Regions from separate parts of the Phocoena phocoena genome. Here region 1 is linked to region 2. The links are chromatin contacts, called in public Hi-C maps. All regions are on one chromosome and are shown on one strand. Each heading gives the region's core, a stretch centred on a gene start, on an enhancer-like site or on the middle of the called end of the contact. The rest is flanking DNA. Distances are from core to core; before and after follow the strand shown. Region 1 holds the start of TBC1D9 (TBC1 domain family member 9). Region 2 holds the start of ELMOD2 (ELMO domain containing 2).

The links. Hi-C and Micro-C count contacts between places; a contact is called where the count stands out from the background.
Region 1: a contact with region 2 is called in a Hi-C map of kidney, with 5 times the contacts expected there. The contact joins the promoter of TBC1D9 here to the promoter of ELMOD2 in region 2. A contact is called at or near these places in 2 of 2 Hi-C or Micro-C datasets (kidney and lung).

The regions. Positions count from the first base shown.
Region 1 is chr5:21,571,989-21,579,148 of mPhoPho1.1, forward strand. It overlaps TBC1D9 (TBC1 domain family member 9), which reads right to left and starts at 5,395. Exons shown (of 21, transcript XM_065877183.1): 1 at 5,263-5,395. The coding sequence starts at 5,395.
Region 2 is chr5:21,415,623-21,422,107 of mPhoPho1.1, forward strand. ELMOD2 (ELMO domain containing 2) reads left to right here and starts at 1,309. Exons shown (of 9, transcript XM_065877895.1): 1 at 1,309-1,397; 2 at 2,529-2,676; 3 at 4,581-4,609. The coding sequence starts at 2,535.

The DNA.
Region 1 (7,160 bases), core at 4,145-6,644, 160 kb after region 2:
ATCACTTTGCTGTACACCTGAAACCAACACAACATTGTAAACCAACTATACTTCAATTAAAAAAAAACTAAAAAAATCACCATAGTTGATGAACAAATGATAAATGTTGAAAGTCATTCAAGACCTCAAAAGGGAAAAGGATATGTACTATCAGCACTTCTATTCAACACTGTACAATCTGCCTGTGCAAAATGCCAAAGAAAAAAAATTTTAAGCATAAAGATTAGAAAAAAACAAATTTCTCAGATGATATGATTGTGTATATAAAAAATACATAAGAATCTACAGATAAATTACTAGAATTCATTTCATAAGTTAGCTAGGCTCTGGATACAGAGTCAATTTTTAAAGTTATATTTCTATAGGTTAGCAAAGAAAGAATTCGAAAATAAAATTTTAAAACGGAAACAATATACAGCAGAGTAAAAAAAATACCTAGGAATAAATCCAATACAAGATGTGAAAGACGTTTACAGACAAAACTATGAAACATCACTGAAAGAAATTTTGAAAGCTCTAAACAAATAGAGGCATATACCATGTTCATGGACCAGAAGATTCAATATTATAAAGATATTAATTTTGCCCAAATTTATTAATAAACGCAATGTGATCTCAATCAAAATCCCAACAGTTTAAGTCTTTGTTGTTGCTGTTGTTTTGTTTTGGTGGAACTTAATAAGCTGATTCTAAAATGTTGCATAAATGTAAAAGACAGAGACTAGACAAGAAACTCTTACAGAACAAAATAAGAGGACTTGATCTAATGAATATAAACTCCTATTAGAAAACTACAGTGTGGTATTGGTGCAAAAATATTCTCATAGACAAAAGGAATAGACTAGAGAGCCCAAACACATATTGGGACACTTGAATTATGAACAAGGTAGCCCCATAGGGCAGTGGGAACAGAATGGACTTGCCAGTAAATTATGCTGGGATAACTGAAGGTCCATAAATTATTTTAATTTAAAACTTTAACCCCATCTCACACAATATGCAAAAATTAATTCCCAGTGAATTGTAAATATAAATTTGGGGGTTAAAACTGAGAAGTTTCTAGAAAAAAATATACAAGACCTCAGAGTAGGAAAAGACTTATTGAACAGAACACAATGAAACACTAACCATAAAGGAAAACGGAATCTGTAAAGGACTCGGTTATTAAAATTAAGACCCTCTTTTCATCCTTAAGAGAGTGAATAGGCAAGCAACAGAATGAAGATTGTGCCACACATACGACCAACAGTGAGTTCATATCCAGAATATATTTTAAAATACCTACAAATCAGTAAGAAAAAGACAAACAACCCAATGACAAAGGGGACAAGAGACTTGAACAACCATGTCACAAAATATTGCAAGTGGCCAATAAACATGAACAAGTGCTCAACCTCATCAATAAGGAAAAAGCAAATTAACTTCACAATGTGATATTGCTGCAAAACCACCAGAATGGCTAAAATTACAAAGACTGACAATGTTGGCAAGGATAAGTAGCAAGGGAAATTCCCATATGTTGTGGGTGGGAGTATGTTGGTACAACTACTTTGGAAACCAGTTTGGTATTATCTACTAAAGTTGATGATACACATAACCTATGAGCTAGCAATTCCTCTCCTGGGTACAGACCAAACAGAAATGCATGTCCACAGGCACCAAGAAACACAAATAAGAATGACGACAGCCACCTATCCACAGACCCCAAAAGGACCATCCAAGGTCCTCCAACAAAACAGTGGATAAATGCGGATAAATGATTGTGCTATACTCATATAATAGTTTTCCGCACAGCATAGGGAAATGAAAAAACTACAGCCACAAGCAACAACATTCATAAATATCACAGAGCAAAGAATCCAGACACATGTGAATACATACTCCATTATTCCATTCATTCCTTGCTCAAAAAGACAGGTGAAACCGAAATACAGTGTTTAGAGATAGGCGCTTTGTTGGAAAAACTGTAAAGAAAAGTGAGGAAATGTTTACCAAAAAACATCAGAACAGGTTTTCTGTTTTTTACCTTTGGGAAAGGGTGAGTAGTGATTGGGAGAGGGTCACAAGAGAGGATTCTAGGGTACTGGCAGTGTTCCAATTTTTATCCTCATGTTGGTTACAAGGTGTTGGTTGCAAGGTGTTACTTGTGATAAGTCACTGCACTCTACATCTCTATTTTGTACACTTTTTTGTATGTGTATGAAATCTCAGTTAAAACGGGTTAATAAATAATGAAATGCATCTACAATTAAACAAAAAAACTTCATTGTGTCAATACCCATGTATATTGCCTGCAATCAAAAAGAGAATAGCTTGAAAAGCGGCAGGGGGTGGGGGGGGGGCAAGTATCCTCATTGAGGCCCATTATTTTTTTACAGCTTTTGTGCTAACATCTTATTTACAAAACTTGTTTACAAAACTGAAATAGACTCACAGAAATAGACTCACAATAGAAAACAAACTTATGGCTACCAAAGGGGAAAGGAGGGCAGGGATAACTTAGGAGTTTGGAATTAACATATAAACACTACTAAATATAAAACAGATAACTAAGAAGGACCTACTGTGTAGTACAGGGAACTATACTCAACATGCTGTAATAATCTATAAGGGTTCACAAGCACTGTGAACCATTGAGCACTCCTGACCAGTTCACAATGAGTGGGTTTCCCACTCATCCGTAATCCATTCGATGAGTGGACGATGGTGCACTGGTCCAGATAATGCACATTATATAAAGGTCCTGAGATCTTCCAGAAGATCTCCAATAAAGGATACCCAACACCTGCTCTTCCCTCCTCTCCTCACAGGCCAATCTTTTTCTTTCTTCAGTTCTCAGCTCCAGGTCTCTTCTACAGGGAATCCTTCCTTGCACCTACCCCTACCCGGAATGGGGTAACGTCTCCTTTTGACATTAGTGCTGGTCATTCTCAGTTTGTCCCCACCTCCCAGTTCCACCCCTGGGAGGCTGATCCCTAGGCACTAGATCACCAGGACAGTCCATCCAGCCAGCTTCTACTGGGTTCCACAGAGGAGAGGCAACGGCAGAAGCTGGGAGGTGAGGAGAAGAGAGAAGTCGGACATGTCCTCCCCACCCTCTTTTGCTGTGGTCTGTGTTCCTAGGGGTGGCTGCTTCTCTGGAGACCCAAACTCTTCCAGTAGCATCATTCCTGCCACCTATAACAGCTCTCCACTGCTGTGCCTTTCACTGGTCCTGGGAACCCTGCCTTCATCTAAGTTGTCTTTTCACTAAATTCTCTTCACTTGAACTAGGTTGGATTCCGTTTTCTGCCGGGACCCTGCGGAATGGAGATTTTATATTAATTTATAGGATAATTTTATCCGCATCTGTCTTCTCCTGCTAGGCTGTGAGCTTCATGACACTGGCACTTTAGAAGTTACCAACCAATATTTTAAATGATATAGTGAGTTAATGAACGCATGAATGAGCCCACATTAGAATTAGAATATACTGTACATTGTACGAGGATTTCTAAAATGCCCCTCATACATTTGATGTGGCACCAACCAATCTGAGCAAACATTTTTCCTACGTTGGTTGAAAATAGCCTTTGTTGGCAGGAATATTTTTACTCATTTCAATGATTTCAATTATTCTAGCGATAAGTGCAATAGCTATGATTTCTCAATTCAGAAGCTAAGTTTATCTGAAATAAGTCATCGATGATGAGATTCCAAATGGACTGCAGTTAATTACAGCTCTAAGAGTCAGTAGGAATGCAATAAAAAAGTTAACTAGAAAAAGAAGGCTCTGCATCTCTTATTTTTTGTAACCTATTGCAAATGACTCTAGAAAACAAATACTTAGTAGTTGAGGGTGTGGGAAGGGTTATCTCCAGGCAGGAAATGTTCTTTGTTAATACAATAAACTATCTACTCTACATTGTTGCTTTAGACTTAAAGGACAATCTGGGCTGATACCAATATTAGATATGCAAGTTTCATATTAATGTACATAGTTAGACAACTTCTACAAAATGAACTGGAAAATGCTGATTCTAGGCCACTAATCAGAATTTCTGGAACACAATCTGGAGGTCTGCAGACTCCCTTCTTTTATGGTAGAAAAAGTGCAGAAAAATCAGATTATCTAGAGGCGCCCTGATGTGCAAGCAAACTAGTAGATGCTGTACAGTGTGACACTTGAATTTTACTCGAGAAAACTAGTTCATAAGTTAGAATCACAACTACATACACACTATATCAAGAATTTTGAGTTCATAGCAGGGCATTTTGAAAGCTCCAATTTACCTAGCATGCAAGCTCCTGGTGAGGGATATATTCTGAACTCTGCAGAGGTCAAGGTTCATCTCTTTTCTACAATATCTTTCCTGGTTAAACCTCTCCTGTTCCTTCTGCTAACTTTTTCGTTCTAAAAAGCATCCCAGTTCTGTTCATTCTAACCACGAGGGAGAGGGGAAGGTCCAATTTCTCTAGTATGGTATGAGTTCAACATCATCTGTCATCTCCCACCATGCAAACTAGTTACTTAATAAAAGAAGACCTTTCTAATATGGCACTACTTGGGATAGGCATCTGATTTTACCATGTGGAATGATATGGCATGGTTTTAGTAATAGTTACAATATTAACAATACCTGTGAGGGGGTGTGGGGAAGAGACTGAGTTAAAAATGATTAAAATGCAGCTATACTTCTGATTCATTTTATAACCAGACAACTTGCTTTGTTATGCCTAATTAGATGCAACAACAACAACAAAATTCCTTTTCCTTCCTTTTTCCTTTTCTCTTCAGGCGTAACTAACATAGGAAATGACCACACCAGCTCCTTACTGATTGCTTCCCTGGAAACAAAAGAGCATTTTATACCTGATCCTGCCATTACCAAAAGAGAATCAAGTAAAAATTAACCGCCCTTCCCCTCTCTTGCCCATATAGAAAGCAGTATTTTTTAAAAGGGGGAGAGGGGAAGTACCGCATTCAATTCCTAAGGACTGATGCTCCCCCCTCCCCAGACTCACTCATCTCCATTATCATAAACATCACCCACTTATGGGGCGCCCGGTACATGAAGGGCCCCATCGCCTGACAGGGTGAGAAAAGAAGCATCTCTTTCAGTCTGAAAATTACGACTCCTGATGCTTTCCACGCAGCAAAGCGGGCGGGTCACCCAGCCCCAAGGGACAGGGCGGCGTCTCTCGGGTGCCCGCAGCCCAGGGCGGCGGGCGGCGCCGCAGCTCCCGGCCCCCCTCCCGCAGAGACCGGCCGCGGATCCTTACCCGCCAGTCCGCCGCCGCCGCCGCCTCCATCGCCCGCATGCCCCTTCCTCCGCTGCAGGATGAAGTAGGGGTTGGCCCTCTCCGTGATCCACAGCGCGTTGGCCAGCAGCACCTCTTCGGGGTTCACCCACATGTTCCCGGGCGCCGAGGGCGCACGCACAATGGGGCGGCAGGTCGGGTCCCGCGCGCACCGGCGCGCACTCCCGGGCACACGCGCGCCCGCCCGTCCGCTCGCCAGCCCGCCAGCTAGGTGCGGCGGCCGAGAGCGACTTCACCAGGGGGCGGCCCGCGGCGCCCGGGTCACAACAAAGCCCCCGCGGGCGGCCGGGGAGGATGGCGAGGACGCGGGCACCGCGAGCAGCATCCTCTCCCCGGCGCCGCCGCCTTCCGCGAGCCCGCGGCCGCAGACGCCCAGGCTCTTCGCTCCGCAGCCCGGCCGGGGCCCAGGGCGGCGGGAGGAGAAAAAGGAAGGGGAGCGGGAGAAGGAGGAAGTGGTGTGGCTCAGTCCCGGGATCCGGCTCAGCGCCGAGCAGGGCTGCGGGCGCCGCCAGCTGATTCGGCCCCGCGGGTCGGGCAGAGCTGGGCTGGGACGCGGCTGCTCCCACAGCGCCCACCCAGGGTCCGGGCCGCCTCCGTCTCTAGAAGCTCAGAGCCCTAGCGCGTTAACACTTCGCGTTGGGGCCGCTCGCACCCTCGGTGAAGCCCAGCTCCCAGCTGGAAGGACGATCCGGACACTGCGAATGAATGACGACAGCGCGGCTCACTAGGAGAGAGCCCGAGTGACACCAGCTTCCGCGGACGCGAATCCTACCCGGGCCCTGCGCGCCGAGCCGGGCCGCAGCGGCTGGCTTTGGGGGAACCTTCTGGGGACCGGGTGGCGAGCACTCGGCCCCACGCCCATCCCAGCAGGGAGGACCTCGGTGGGTGTGTGTGTGCGTGTGTGTGTGTGTGTGCGCGCGCGCGCGCGCGCGCGCGCTCTCTATGTGTGTTTATGGTTGACGCTTGGTAGGCTAGCGCCACCCCTCTTCCCAAGAAATGTGTTTCAAGGTTCCAGACTTGGAGCTGGAGACCCGGGTCGGAAGTGGACGCAGCCAATGGTTGTCGATGTTTTTGTTTCCTGCGTCCCTAGGGCAAGTCTTGCGCCAAACGTGTCACCGCCTGTAACCCCGCCCCCTCTGCATTCCATGGTAATTAAAATGGCCCAGCTAAGTGCATTACATCACTTCTTTCCTTGACCTGTAGGGCATGAGCAATAGCGAAGTTGGAAGCAGCCCAAAGGCTTAGAGCAACTAATTCATACCACAGCTGTCCCTATATGAGGCGTTTGGCTCTTCGAGGACAGGACATGGCAGAATTCAAGGACTTATCCACACTTAATAGATGGATTTAAATTTTTTTAAAGAATTATTGAAATTAGAGACACACAACCCAGGCCATCCTTATCCCTAGACAGTTTTGCTTTCCCCCGGTATTTCGAGTCTCTTTGTGGTGATCACAGCCCATCCACCTACGTATCTGATGACCTTTTCCTCACTTCTTTTTTACACCCAGGAGATCTTCAGATAGCTGAGCAAAAAGAGTCTCCTCTTCCCAGATGATGGGAATTTACTAAGCTCTGCTTTGTCGTGGAAGCTCTACAATCCTAGGGACTTCTCCCTTTCCCAATGAGCAAAGCATTCAAATTAGACTTTCTTGTGGGGACTTCAAATTTTTTACTTATGTGTCTCGCACTTGGATTGCTGAATTCCTTCAAATGGGCGAGGGAGCGCATCCCAGCCATTTTAAAGAGGCTGCCTCTGTACCTGTTGGTGTCCTACCCGGTGGGCTCTGGAGAAATGGAAGTCTCCCTTCACATTATCACACTGACTGATCTTCTGCCTCTTTAGGAAACATTTTAC
Region 2 (6,485 bases), core at 59-2,558:
TTTCATTACCAAGTTAGTTGCTTCTATGGGGCAGGGATGATGGCTTATGCACCCTTCACATGTCTAGCGTTTTACAATTAGCACCTTTTAAAAAAATGTTGGTTGAGGTGTGGAAAAGTGTGCACTGCTGCTTCAGTTTGTGCTAACAAGGGGATGGAGGGGGTGTATATATATATTCGCATAGAATGTCCCTGAAGGTACAAACAAGCAACTAATACTGGTTGCTTTCGAGAAAGGAGGATGAGGGACCAGGAGTTGTGCATGGGTGGGTGGAAGTTATTTTTCAGTGTAAAGTGTCCTTTGTACTTGTATTTTACTCTCCCCTTGTTCTTTCAACTCCAGGCATACTGCCCTTCTTGCTATTCCTCCACCTTATGAAGTATGTCTTTGCACTTGCCTTTCTAGTGTCTGGAATACTCTTCCTCCAGATACTCTCACTCCCTTACTTCATTCTGAACACTGGTCAAATGTCACCTTAACACGGAGACTCCCCTGTCTACACTGTATGTAGAAACTCTCCCTCCCTTCCCTAATACCCCTTTAGTACCACTTGACATACTAAATATTTGCATTTATTTAATGTATGACTCCCTCTTAGAACACTGCCTGATGCATCAACGGCCAATTAACAGATACTTGAATTAATGAATGTACTGTTTGAGGTTGGATTTTTTTAAAAAGTCATGTGTATAAGTTACTTTTTCAAGAAAAAAACAGCTAAGGAATAAATGTTCCATGTACTATTAGATGTTTATCATTACAGGACAAAGTCTAAACTTCTTTACTCAACGTACAGGGCTCTCCGTATCTGCCACGTAGTAGCCATGGGCAAGTCATTCAACGTAAATTCTGTTTCCTCATCCATAAAGTGGGACTGTTACTAATTACTTCACAGAATTAAGATTAAATGCAGGTGAAAGCACTTTTGTTACCTTGGCGGTATGAAAGTTACGCAAAGCACATCGCTTCTCCCGTGCTTGGAATCTAGGAGTAGTACACCGTTTCAGCTTGCGCAAAAGACCCGAAATTTAAGGCGAGAAAAATCTACGGAGCCGCTCTGCCGAAGACCGATCTTTGGCGCGGGGCGTGCCTCAAGGTAGTGGTTGCCAGGGAAACCGTCGGGCGTCCCTAGAATCCGAGCACGCGCGGCGGGGCAGCCCAGCTCGACATGCTTTCAGAGATAGCGATTGGTGGAGCTCGGGCCAATCGGCGAGGGCGGCGGGGCGGGGCCGGGCCGTGTGCCGGGGAAGGCGTTCCCGCCGCTTCGCTCCCCGACTTCCGGGTCGCGGTGCTTGCAGGGAGCGTACCGCGAGTAGCGTCGTTTCCGTTGCCGGCAGTTTGCAGTCGGGGAAACCGAGGCAGCTCCAGCTCCTCCTAGTTCTTCCCGTTCCCGTGAGGTGGCTGCTGTTTCTTTTCCTCTCGCCCGGTGCAGCTTGGGTGCGGCTGCGCTGAAGGCGCGCGAGCCCCACGGTGTCCTACGGAAAGTCCCGCGGGGCTGCCGGGCCGGCGGGGCTTTGTGCGAGCGGTTCCCTCCCACTCGCGGGCAGGGCACGAGCTGGGCTCGGCCAAGCTCCGGGAGGGGGGCTCGGCGGCGCAGCGGCTCCCAGAGGGCTGGGGAGCTCAGGCGCCGTGAGGCAGGCGTTCCCTCCGCTTTGCAGTTCGGCTTCTTTTGTCCTGATGAGCGTGGACCAGATGGATTCATTTTAAAATCACAGTTGAGCAAGTCTCTGTGCACTGATTCTGCACTAACCTGCGGGGATCTCGAATTTGACAGTCCCTCGGGAGATGGTCTGTCTGCGGGAATGTTTAAGGCAGGAAAGAGATGAGCATTTTTGTTTTTAAGTAACTCCTGACTTTCATTTCCCTGACCCCGCTTCATTTAGGAGCCGAAGATTTTTCTTATGGCATAAAGATTCAGTTTTATCGAGGATGTAGTCTATTACCCTTCTTAGTATTTCTGCCGTTCACCTGTTGAATGGAAAATCAACAATTAGCCAGGGTGTGATCTATTCCGTGTTCAGTTTGTGTACTTCATTTGTAAGCCATATGTAGTGTTTTTATTTGCTGCCATCGCCTGACTGTGGGACAGCTGTAACTGGGATTATCCACAGGGGTTAAGAAGACTTATTCTTTACACAAACAATTCTGATATATGGTATATTTGATTTAATTGTTGCTTTAGGTGGGGTCCTTTGGTTGTTGAACTGTTGAGCCCTGTTCTCAAAGAATAAGAAATAAAATAGTGAACTGAGGGCTTGAATCTAAGTAAGTAGTTTGATTTTTACAGTTAATTGTTTAAAATGATAAATTAACCATTTGGCCAGCATCATTTAATTAATCTAAATGGTATTTATTACACCTGGCATTGTTTTCTTAGATGCCCAAACACTACTACAAAATAGACACAATGGAACAACATTATATCTATTAATATAATTTGGGATTTGATGAGTTGGATACACTAATTTTTTCTCTTTTTCTAAATCCAATTTAAGGTCGTTAAACCTGTCATATATTTCCTTCTCCAGGAAAAAATGTTTATTTCTTTGTGGGAGTTCTTCTATGGGCACTTCTTTCGATTTTGGATGAAATGGCTCTTACGACAGATGACTGGAAAATGTGAATTGCAGCGAATTTTTGATACCTATGTAGGTGCACAAAGGACACACAGGATAGGTAATGTTTTTCGAAAAAGGATAATTAAAAACGAATAAAAATTTAACTCTGAATGAATATTTTTCTCAGTACTGATAGTGACAATAGCGCTTGTGTATCACGATCAAGTCACTTAATCTCAGTTTCATGATCTTTGAAATCTCACTTTGAATCCTTCCAGCACTAAAACTGATTCTATAGAAAAAGAAACTATTATTTAATTCTGCATCTGTGCAAAGAATTATCTTCTCTGGCTCCTGAAGTTCATCAGTTTTCCTTAGATTATGGTTGCAACCTACTTTCTAGAGAAAAATCTCTATACTTCTGTAAGCCCTTTGAAATTTTCACTTCAGTGAAGGAGATCCATTTTTATATTCAGCATCCTTCAATCTTTTAATCTCTTATGCAGTTCATGAAAGAATAATAACAGGTATCTAGTGATCCCTAGGAAAGATTAGTAGACTAAAAATCTGCACTGTCCCATACTGTAGCCAATAGCCACATGTGGCTATTGGACACTTGAAATATGATTAGTCTGAATTAAATGTGCAGAACTAGAAAATATACTCTGGATTTCAAAGGCTTTATGTGAATGTAAAGGTATCTCATTCATAATTGTTTACATTCATTGTATGTTGAAATGATAATATTTTGGATCTATTGGGTTAAAATATATTAACATTACTTTTATCTGTTTCTTTTACTCTAATATGGCTACTAGAAAACGTTAAGGTACACATGTGGTTCGCATTTGGGCTTGCATTATATTTCTGTTGAACAGTGCTGCTCTAGTACCTTCTAAAATTGATCAGCTTTCAATACTTACTTGAAAATATGGCTTTAAATTAGAACACAGATGAGTGAGAAATATGATCGAGGTCATTTCTCTTTGGCCAGAGTGAGGCAGACCAGGGATGGGCTGCAGTTCATGTTCACTGTGTCAGATGGAAAATCATGACTTAACCACAGCCTCTTTTGTGTTGAACAAGTGTGCTTCAACTAAGAAATCCACCGCTGTAAGATTTGAGGAGTGCGTGTTAGTAGCCAAGATAACAGGGGAAGAATGGCAGAGTAAGGAGAGAGTGAGCCTCAGGGCTGCTAGATGATTGAAGTTTAATTACCTCCCTAGATTTTTCACAACTTTGTAGCTGACTTAAATTATTGCCTGCTCTTTTGATTTGCCCTTTTGACTGCTCTGAGAAGAGCAAAGTACCTCTTGATAAGAACTCTTCGTAGTATTGATTGGTTTTTTATATTATGGCAGAAGAACATTTTAAGACTTTATTTTGCAGCAAGAACATTTTTCTTGAATTTTTCAAATTGCTGAGAAAAGGAGACTGTTTACTATTTGCCAGAAAAATTTGTAAACAGACCAGTAAAAAACGTTCTTGTGATTCTTGAAGCAGAAAGCAAGAACGAAAAAGCTGTTTTGCTTTTTGTCTGGTTAGAGAATGGTTGTCCAGATAATCTAAAGTCTTCCTTTTTGCCCCTTTGTTGTATGTTTTGTTTGCTAGCTCTTCAAATGTAAACGCTTACTTCGTAAGGCTAACACATGAAAAGGTAGGATAGAGCACTCTCACTGTATTCTTAAGATGAGTTTCTGGAACCCAAGCTATTCTGAGGTAGCCGTGGATGAATTTGCAGCAGTTAGTAGACACTTGGGGGCCCGCACAGAAACAGATGATTCTGGGGAAATTAGGTTGGTCTTACCTGTTTGGCTCTGGTATGTGTGTTGGGTTGAGAATTTTGGAATCATACTGTAAGGATAAATTTTTTTAATGTTTGCTATGTTATTCATGTAGAAATTATATCTTCTGGAACTATTAAAGTAATTTATTACTGGCTTGATGTTTATACTATTTGTTTGCAGAGTAATTCACAAACAGCATTTAAGTAATAATATTCTTTTTTTTTTTTCATTTCAGAAAATTCCTTGACATACTCCAAGAATAAGGTAGGATCATATCAAGGTGATTATTCTAGACAACTTAACTTGGAGATACTTTTTCTTTAAAAGAATGTCTCAATTTTAGAGTGAATTATTTTTAATGTCCTACTAGAAGAGTCTTTGCTGTAAAGAGTATTGAGTGAAATTTTCCCATCTTAGAAGAAATATTCTATTTTTTAAAACCTTTTTTTTCTGTGTGTGTATGTGTTTGTGTGCACTACTCATGCACAAAGAAGGTATTTGAATAATTTTTTCTGTTCTGAGGTTTTGCTTGTTTATTTTACCTCAAAACTTGTTAGATTTTGGGAAAGCAGGGTCTTAGGGGGAAAACTTTCTAATAGACTGTGTCCTTAAGATAGGTTTGGATAGTTATAGAAAATCCTGGGTCATGTACCTTTTGATCCAAAATAAGTCATACCTCATACTGTTTATTAGTCAGTTGCTGCTGTGTAACAAACTTATAAAATCTCAGGGCATAGGTTTATTATATAATTGCATTATAAATAAATGCATTATTTATTTCTTGCTAATGTGTCTGTGGGTCAACTGGGGAAGCGCTTCTTCAAGCTGGTGCCAAGTTCAGGTCTGTTGTAGTTGTCTCATTGTGGGACCTAGGTTGAAAAGGTACCTGGGAAATATTCTTCTCACAGTTAATCGTTGAACGTCCAGCCACAGAGGCATATTTTAAGTTTTCTTGTGTCATGTCCATTAATATCCCTAAAGTAAGTTACATGGCCAAGCCCAAGTCAAGGGGTGGAAAAATACATTATGCCCACCATGAGGCCATGTTAGGCATGTGGGTATATAATTCAATTACACAGGAGTGAAAAACAGGGACCAATAATTCAGTCTACCACATGCTTCCCTATAGTGTTTCGCAATATTTTTTCTCTGTATATAGATTATTTGGTGTGGCAAAGTTAGAGTATGGAACATGTAGACCATTGTTTGAAATCCCATAGTAGATCACAGCCAGCATTAAACAACAACAAAAGGAATGGAATAGAAAATAATTAGAAAACAGCGGTCATAGTAAGGTTAAATATGGTTTCATGAAAATTTAATTTTAGTTATCTGTGTGTGCATCTAATTCTGTTTTAGATATCCGTATATATGTTTGTATTTGGTCATGATGTACAATGTGGATCGAGAATATAGGGTCAAAAATTGTTGATTTGCTACTGTCTAGTGATATTAATATGAGTTACTGATTCATGCTGGAAAGAAAATGGACACTGCTGAATATTGCAAGCATATCTGTTAAGTTTTGGAGAGTGACCTATAAAATAGGTGCTTTACTGATTTAGTTAGTCTTTTATTTATGAGTGGTCAATTTGGGAATAACTCATATACATGAGTCTAGAGTCCTACCCCTTTGTTTAGAATCCTATAAAGTGATTAATATTCTTTTTTTTAAAAGTGAGACTGTAGGGATCTAGAAAGTTAACAAGTTGCTCATTCTAAAAATTTGTTTATACCTATCCACCCGTGTAGTTCCATTAATTGAAACTTCGGATGCAATTTCACACAGTATCATAAATTGTAGATGAAACTCTGGAGGGTTTCTGGAACTGGGAACTCACTTTCACATCTGTCTGTGTAACCATCATTACCAAAATTGATTGTAATGACATTTTTGGTCGTAAAATTTACTTATGGGATTTTATATGTGGTAAAATTACCCCAAACTTAAGTGAGACTGCACACAAGATGATATTTTTAAGAACTCTAGTGCCTTGATCAAATCCTTGAGCGAAGATTTGAATGATTGCCGTATGTTCAACATTCCACCAGGGTCTTTGGTATATAAAAAAAAAAAAAAAGACTGAAATCTAATGTAATTAAAATCAGGCATTTAGAGACGGAAGAGGTAAGTGTGGGC